Regions from separate parts of the Podarcis muralis genome. Here region 1 is linked to region 2. Evidence: chromatin contacts called from public Hi-C data. All regions are on one chromosome and are shown on one strand. Each heading gives the region's core, a stretch centred on a gene start, on an enhancer-like site or on the middle of the called end of the contact. The rest is flanking DNA. Distances are from core to core; before and after follow the strand shown.

What was found. Hi-C and Micro-C count contacts between places; a contact is called where the count stands out from the background.
Region 1: a Hi-C map of tail shows a contact between it and region 2, with 4 times the contacts expected there. The contact joins the promoter of GTF2H2 here to the promoter of ZCCHC9 in region 2. A contact is called at or near these places in 2 of 3 Hi-C or Micro-C datasets (blood and tail).

What each region holds. Positions count from the first base shown.
Region 1 is chr11:36,154,424-36,157,591 of rPodMur119.hap1.1, forward strand. GTF2H2 (general transcription factor IIH subunit 2) reads left to right here and starts at 1,916. Exons shown (of 16, transcript XM_028748700.2): 1 at 1,916-2,071; 2 at 2,910-2,985; 3 at 3,087-3,164. The coding sequence starts at 2,930.
Region 2 is chr11:35,752,373-35,755,543 of rPodMur119.hap1.1, forward strand. It overlaps ZCCHC9 (zinc finger CCHC-type containing 9), which reads right to left and starts at 1,255. Exons shown (of 6, transcript XM_028748918.2): 1 at 1,129-1,255. It overlaps LOC114606540 (a long non-coding RNA gene), which reads left to right and starts at 1,270. Exons shown (of 3, transcript XR_013394672.1): 1 at 1,270-1,504.

The DNA of each region.
Region 1 (3,168 bases), core at 666-3,165, 400 kb after region 2:
TTGGCTAGCACAATAAACTTATTGTTGATGATAGGCTTATACCATGTTTGAGCCATCTTGTTTTATTAATTTAAAACACAACATTTTTTTTAACAATAAAAAGGCTAAAAGTGAGAACCCACCCTATATCTTATTTGTTAAAGCAATGCTCTGTTACAGAGTCTGTTCACCTGTGATTAGTGACTCTCTTGTCCTTGGGAAATTGAAAGCTAGCAACACCTTTTTTGGGAAAAGGTATGCCAGTCTCTGACGGTGTGATGCGTTTCAGGAAAGTCCAAAATGATTAGGAAAGGCACATTTGGGATTTCTGTTGATGGAAGCTGGAGATGCTAATATTTTGATTTATAATTTGGTTGAATTGTGAATGGTTTTATATTTTAACTAATTTTTATTATTAGCCGCCTTGAATTTATTCTGAAAACTAGACGAGATATAAGTTTTTAAAAACAGACTATCAATAAATTGGAGTAGAGAAGGGAGCTGATCAGATATATACTTGATTAAGTATACTTAATTAATGTAAGGCTTAATTTGTACCAGTTTTTTTTTAGGAGGAACAGTTGCGGCTCCAAATGTTGCTGAACCACAGCTTCCATCAGCTCTAGCAAGCACTGCCAGTGTCAATGGATGATGGGAGTTGTAGTTCAGCAACATCCAGGGGTCCAAAGGGCCCCCTCTTGACTTAAAGAGAAACTGGCTCAAAGGTTCCCCACACCTGCTTTAAGCGATGCATAGTTCTGAACCAGCTGGCCAGTGGAACATTGGAAGCTGCCTTGAATCAGTGGTCCATTAAGCTCAGCTTAGTCTGACTGGGAGCAGCTCCACAGGTTTTCAGGCAGCTCTACCTGGAGATGCTGAGTTGAACCTGTGATTTCTACATGCTCTGCTAAAGAGAAGAAGCCGTCCAGGTTTTTGATTTGATACTGGAATGTTCTACTTTCCCTTAGGCTGTCCCTATTTCATTGGAGAAATGTTGGAGAGCATGGAGTTATCAGACTCACGAGCCATCTGAAGGCAATCCTGTATAGGGAAGGGTTTTTTGTTTTTTTTTTTAAAAATATCTTTAATGTTTAATGTTTTCTTATGTTTTTATATATATGTTGGAAGCTGCCCAGAGTGCCTGGGGAAACCCAATAAGATGTGTCGGGTATAAATAGTATAATTATCATTATGGAATGGGACATTCCTATTTCCATCAGAGAAATGTTGGAGGGCATGCTGAAGCTAAGCCCTGGAACTGGTGAAGCTCAGAGGGGGAATAAAGTCTGTGTGATTAGGAGGAGAACTTTCCCACCCTGAGATGCGTCCCAAAGTTACAAGCCTCTAAATTTTAGCCTCTAAAATACAGTACCTACTGGATGACAAGGAAGGCTATCCAGGTCACAAGGCATGGTCTGCAACACTGTAGACACTACAGGTAGGCTTAAACAGCAGCTTTAGCAAAAGAGAAGCATCTCTGCGTCTCTCTGGACTGGAGGAAGTAATAGCCGTCCATAGCAGCTGCACCAGTTTATTCCCACGCCCCTTCCAAGACAAAAGGGCAGCAAAGAGTGGAGTCTTATTTCACCTGAACCGTTCATTATTTTAAAGAGTTTCTAAAAGTCCGAGAGTCCCCACATTGGGGGCAGGGACGTGAAAAGAAGAAACTGAGAAACTTCTTTATGACATAAGCTTTTGAAGACTCAGAGTCCTTTATCAGCCTTTAAAGTCCCACAGGGCTTTGTTGTTTTTGCTGCAACGCAGATTATAGCAAAGTGTGGCTTTTAATTGCTGGCAGAAGCTGAGGCTGCGTCACCCATAGCAGCAGAAGCATACTCCCCCCCCCCCCCCTACATCTATGTCAGTCACCCTGCTCTTTTCTTCTTCTAATCTTTCTCTGCAACAAGCTCTTTGCACGGCAGAACTCCTCTTCTCAATATTTGCGCTGCCACCGGAATGTTTAAAGTGTGGAACCTTTAGCCAGAGAGATGGTTTTCCTAGAGAGCCTCCGAAGTGCATGCGACTCGGTTCTTGGGCGCGCGCTTCTTTTGGTTCCTTCTCTTCGGTTTTTTCTGTCTCCTGAAAGATAAAGGCAGGTGGCAAGAACAGCTCCCCCCAAGACCTCCCTGAGAGCTGTTAGCCTATTCCTGAGCCAGAAGACGTTGTGGGAACAAGACGCTTTTGTCCCAACCCCAACCTTGTTCTTGTCCACCAGCTGAGCAGGGTAGTTCTACTTGTCTGGCTCTTGAGAGTTTAGAGGTGCTAAAGTTGTAATATGTGGCAGCTATCTTAGTTTTCGGTGGTGGAAGTGTCATTTTATCCTAGCTATTTTCATGTTGTTGGTTTTGTTCTTTTCTTTTTAAAAAAGTCATTTGGGTAAGGGTTGAAACGTGCTTACTGTATGTTCTGTCCTCTTAAGTCAATTGCAGGAAAAGGCTCGTTAAAATCAGCAAAACTTCCTAAGCTGAAGGGGGGGGGGGAGGAGGAGGGAGGCTTGAATCGAGCATTTAAAAAAAAAAAATCTAATTGATTTCCTTGTAGCCAGAAATTTGCCCAGGCTGGGACCCCAGCTCCGGATCAGCCAGAGTAGTGATGTGTGCTGATGCAGCAGAATCAGGATGTTATAAATCATTTCCCATCAAATACCTCTCCTTTTCCTAGTTTTTAGTACTGGATGGAGCTTTGTAGACTCTGAGTCTTGAAGACCACAAAAGCTGATGGGGTTTCATAAGGGCTTCTCCTGAGAGTTACATCTGATTGCTCTGATTTATGTACTATTCAGGAACCTTGAACCTGACAAGATGTAGCCATTTGTACATATGTTGTGTACATATGTTGTGTTATTTAATTATTTATTATTTATTTATAAATTCTATTATAATATCTCAAAATATAGTTTTAAATTACAGTATAATAATTTTCCTTATTAGTTTCTTAACTTGGAAGAGAAATGGATGATGAACCAGAGAGAACCAAACGGTGGGAAGGGGGTTATGAAAGAACTTGGTAAGCTTTTATATTTCTCTCCCCCCCCCCCCATTGTTTAAGAACTGTAGTCTTCTGCTATCTATATACAGTATATTATACTTTATTTTTGTTGCTTCTAGGGAAGTTCTTAAAGAAGATGAATCTGGATCATTGAAAGCCAGCATAGAGGATATTCTTTTTAAGGCCAAAAGAAAAAGGTAA
Region 2 (3,171 bases), core at 5-2,504:
CAACATGGGGGGGGGGGGGAATAAGCAGAGTACAGAATCAGGCCTCCTTTTATTCCCCTCTGGGCAGTGCCTCAGATCCAATCTTTACCCTTTCAGTTCCGAGTCTGAGGGGAACTGGAGACTAACTGGAGACAAAGTGACGGGCAGAAATTAAGAGTGAGATCTACTGGCAAGTAGATCTGGATGACTTGAAACAGACGGGCAAGGGTTGCTGGTTCCCACCCATAAACTAGAAAATCCTAACCCACAGATCCTACCCTAAATTGTTGCCATCTGTCCAGAGACAGTGGAGTGCACTTCCAAGGCTTAAGTTTAACAGCTGGAGAATCACAGTGCCTACTGTGGCTGTGGAGACGGGTAATTTGTTATGGCTGCCTCCCGCATTGTTTTTGCTGCATTAGTGGCACCAAACTGACCTCTCCAGGGCGCAAGCTTGGGCAATGTGTATGGAGTCCTTGGCTGCCCAGACAACAAATCCCCCTCTTGGCCTCACTGATGTGGTCCAAAGGAAAGCAGAGCAATACATTTGGCACCAGCTTGGCTGCAGGAGCTGCCATAAGGAGGCGTACAAAGCGCCATCCAACTGTCTTAGGGACACCATTTGGGGATTTGTGTAGCCTTAGCCTTCTCTTCTCCCAAAGATGTCCTGCAAGACAGCGGGTACAGATTTATCCTCGGGGTTTTCTCGAGGAACGAGGTTATAGCTGCAAGGCAGCGGTGCCTTAGCATCCTTCTCCCCTAAATAAGACTGCTTTAAAGCAACACGGTGGGAAACGACCAGCATGATTTATGACTTGCGAACCTGGTTCTGGCATTGACCAAAAATTCCGGGGACTCAGCAAAGGCTCAGAAACACCCCAGGGTAATAATAATAATAAACCCGAAATAGATCCGACAACAAGCCTGAAGTCTGCAGGGTCTCCGCCCGGGATCTCACCCAACCCCGACCTGGGCATGTTCACTTCCGCGGACACGTGCGGAGCAGCTATCGAGGGAACGGAGGAGCCCCCGGCACTCAGGCCTTCCGGGGCAGCAGCCGAGCTCCGGGTGTCTCCTGAAGCAAGTGCCCAGCGGCTCCAGGCGCCGCTTCGCCTTCCCCGCCTCCCGAGCAAGAGGTCCCTCACTCACCGGGGTCAGGAGGCGAGAAGCGCCACGGAAAGCCTCCGGCGCAGTCGAAACGCACAGCCCGGGAGGGAGAGAGCGGCACCGGAAACGTCCGGAGCCCGAACTGCTGCACTTCCTGTAGGTAGGTGGGTGGGTGGAGGCGGAGCGGTTGCCATGGGACCAGGCGCAGGCGGAAGCCGAAGCAACAGGCGGGAAGCGCGAGGTTATGTGCTGGCTTAGCCTGGCGCTGTGCAGGGTTAGGCGCGCGCAACACACTGAGCCTCAGTGGGCTGAAAAGAGCCGGGCTCTGTATAGGATTGCAGGTTTAGGCGGAGTGGGCGGCGGCAAAAGAAAGCCACCATGCGTTTCCCTCATTTCTTGGTTTTCCATTAATGTAGCTGTAAGTAAGCGCATACAGTCATGGGGGAAAGAATTTGAATTCTGTGGTCTTGCATGTGAAGTCATAATAACGAACTCATCTGTTTCTTGGCAGGTCTTAGAGTTAGGTAAATGCAACCTCAGATAACGGCACACATTATGTATTTCACCGTCTCATTGATGTATTTAACAGAAATAAAGCCAAAATGGAAAAGCTGTGTGTGAAAAAGCATTTGTACATCTTATGAGTCAATAGCTTGTAGAACCACCTTGAGCAGCAATAACATGAAGTAATTGTTTTCTGCAGGACTTTATTAGCCTCTCACATCATTGTGGAGGAATTTTGGCCTGTCCTTCAGTGTTGCTTCAGTTCATTGAGGTTTTCTTTATGCACAGCTATCCGAAGGTCCCACACAGTACAGTGGTACCTCGGGTTAAGTACTTAATTCGTTCCGGAGGTCCGTACTTAACCTGAAACTGTTCTTAACCTGAAGCACCACTTTAGCTAATGGGGCCTCCTGCTGCTGCCGGAGCACGATTTCTGTTCTCAACCTGAGGCAAAGTTCTTAACCTGAAGCACTATTTCTGGGTAAGCGGAGTATGTAACCTGAAGCGTATGTAACCTGAGGTACCACTGTATTTCAATTGGATTGATGTCTGGATTTTGACTGGGCCATTGCAGCACCTTGGTTCTGTTCTTTTTCAGCAATTCTGTTGTACATTTGCTGGTGTGCTTGGGATCCTTGTCCTGCCGTATGACCTAATTTCAGCTAACTTTCAGCTCTCGGGCAGATGGCCTCTCATTTGACTCTAGAATACTGTGGTATACGGAGGAGTTCATGGTCAGCTCAATGACTGCAAGGTCCCCAGGACCCATGGCTGCTAAACAAACCCAAATCACCACCCCTCCACCATGGTGCTAGACAGTTGGTATGAGGTGCTTGTGCTGATATGCTGTGTTTGTTTTTTGCTAAACGTGCTGTGCATTATGGCCAAACATATCCACTTGGGTCTTGTCTGTCCAAAGGACATTGTTCAGAAGTCTTGTGGTTTGTTCAGCTGCAACTTTGCAAACCAAAATCGTGCTGCCAAGTTCTTTTTAGAGAGACAAGGCTTTCTCCTGGAAACCCTTCCAAACAAACCATACTTGTTCAGTCTTTTTCTAACTTTAACATTTAACATGCTAACTGAGGCCTATAGAGCCTGAGATGTAACTCTTGCATTTTTTGCAATTTCTCAGCATTGCATGTTCTGACCTTGGGGTGAATTTGCTGGGACATCCACTCCTGAGAAGTCTGGCAACTGTTTTTAATGTTTTTCACTTTTGCATAATCTTCTCACTGTAGAATGATGGACTTGAAATTATTTGGAAATGGCCTTAGAACCCTCCCCAGTTTCATGGGCGACACCACTTGCTACTCTAAGAGCATTGTGTCATCTTTCCTCCTTGGCATTGTGTTAAAACACCTGAATGCTCCAAACCAGCAAACTGCTAAAACTTTGGCTTTTATAGAGGTGGGTACACTTGCAAGGGCATCTGATTAGCAGCTCATATCTACTGCTTAGCCACTAATTCCTATGGAACACGTTGGTGACTAATATACACACAATAATTACCAAAATAATTATACATTCTTTATCAATCTTCTGAGAAAAATACAAAACCTTGTGCAAAGCCACAGAAACTTG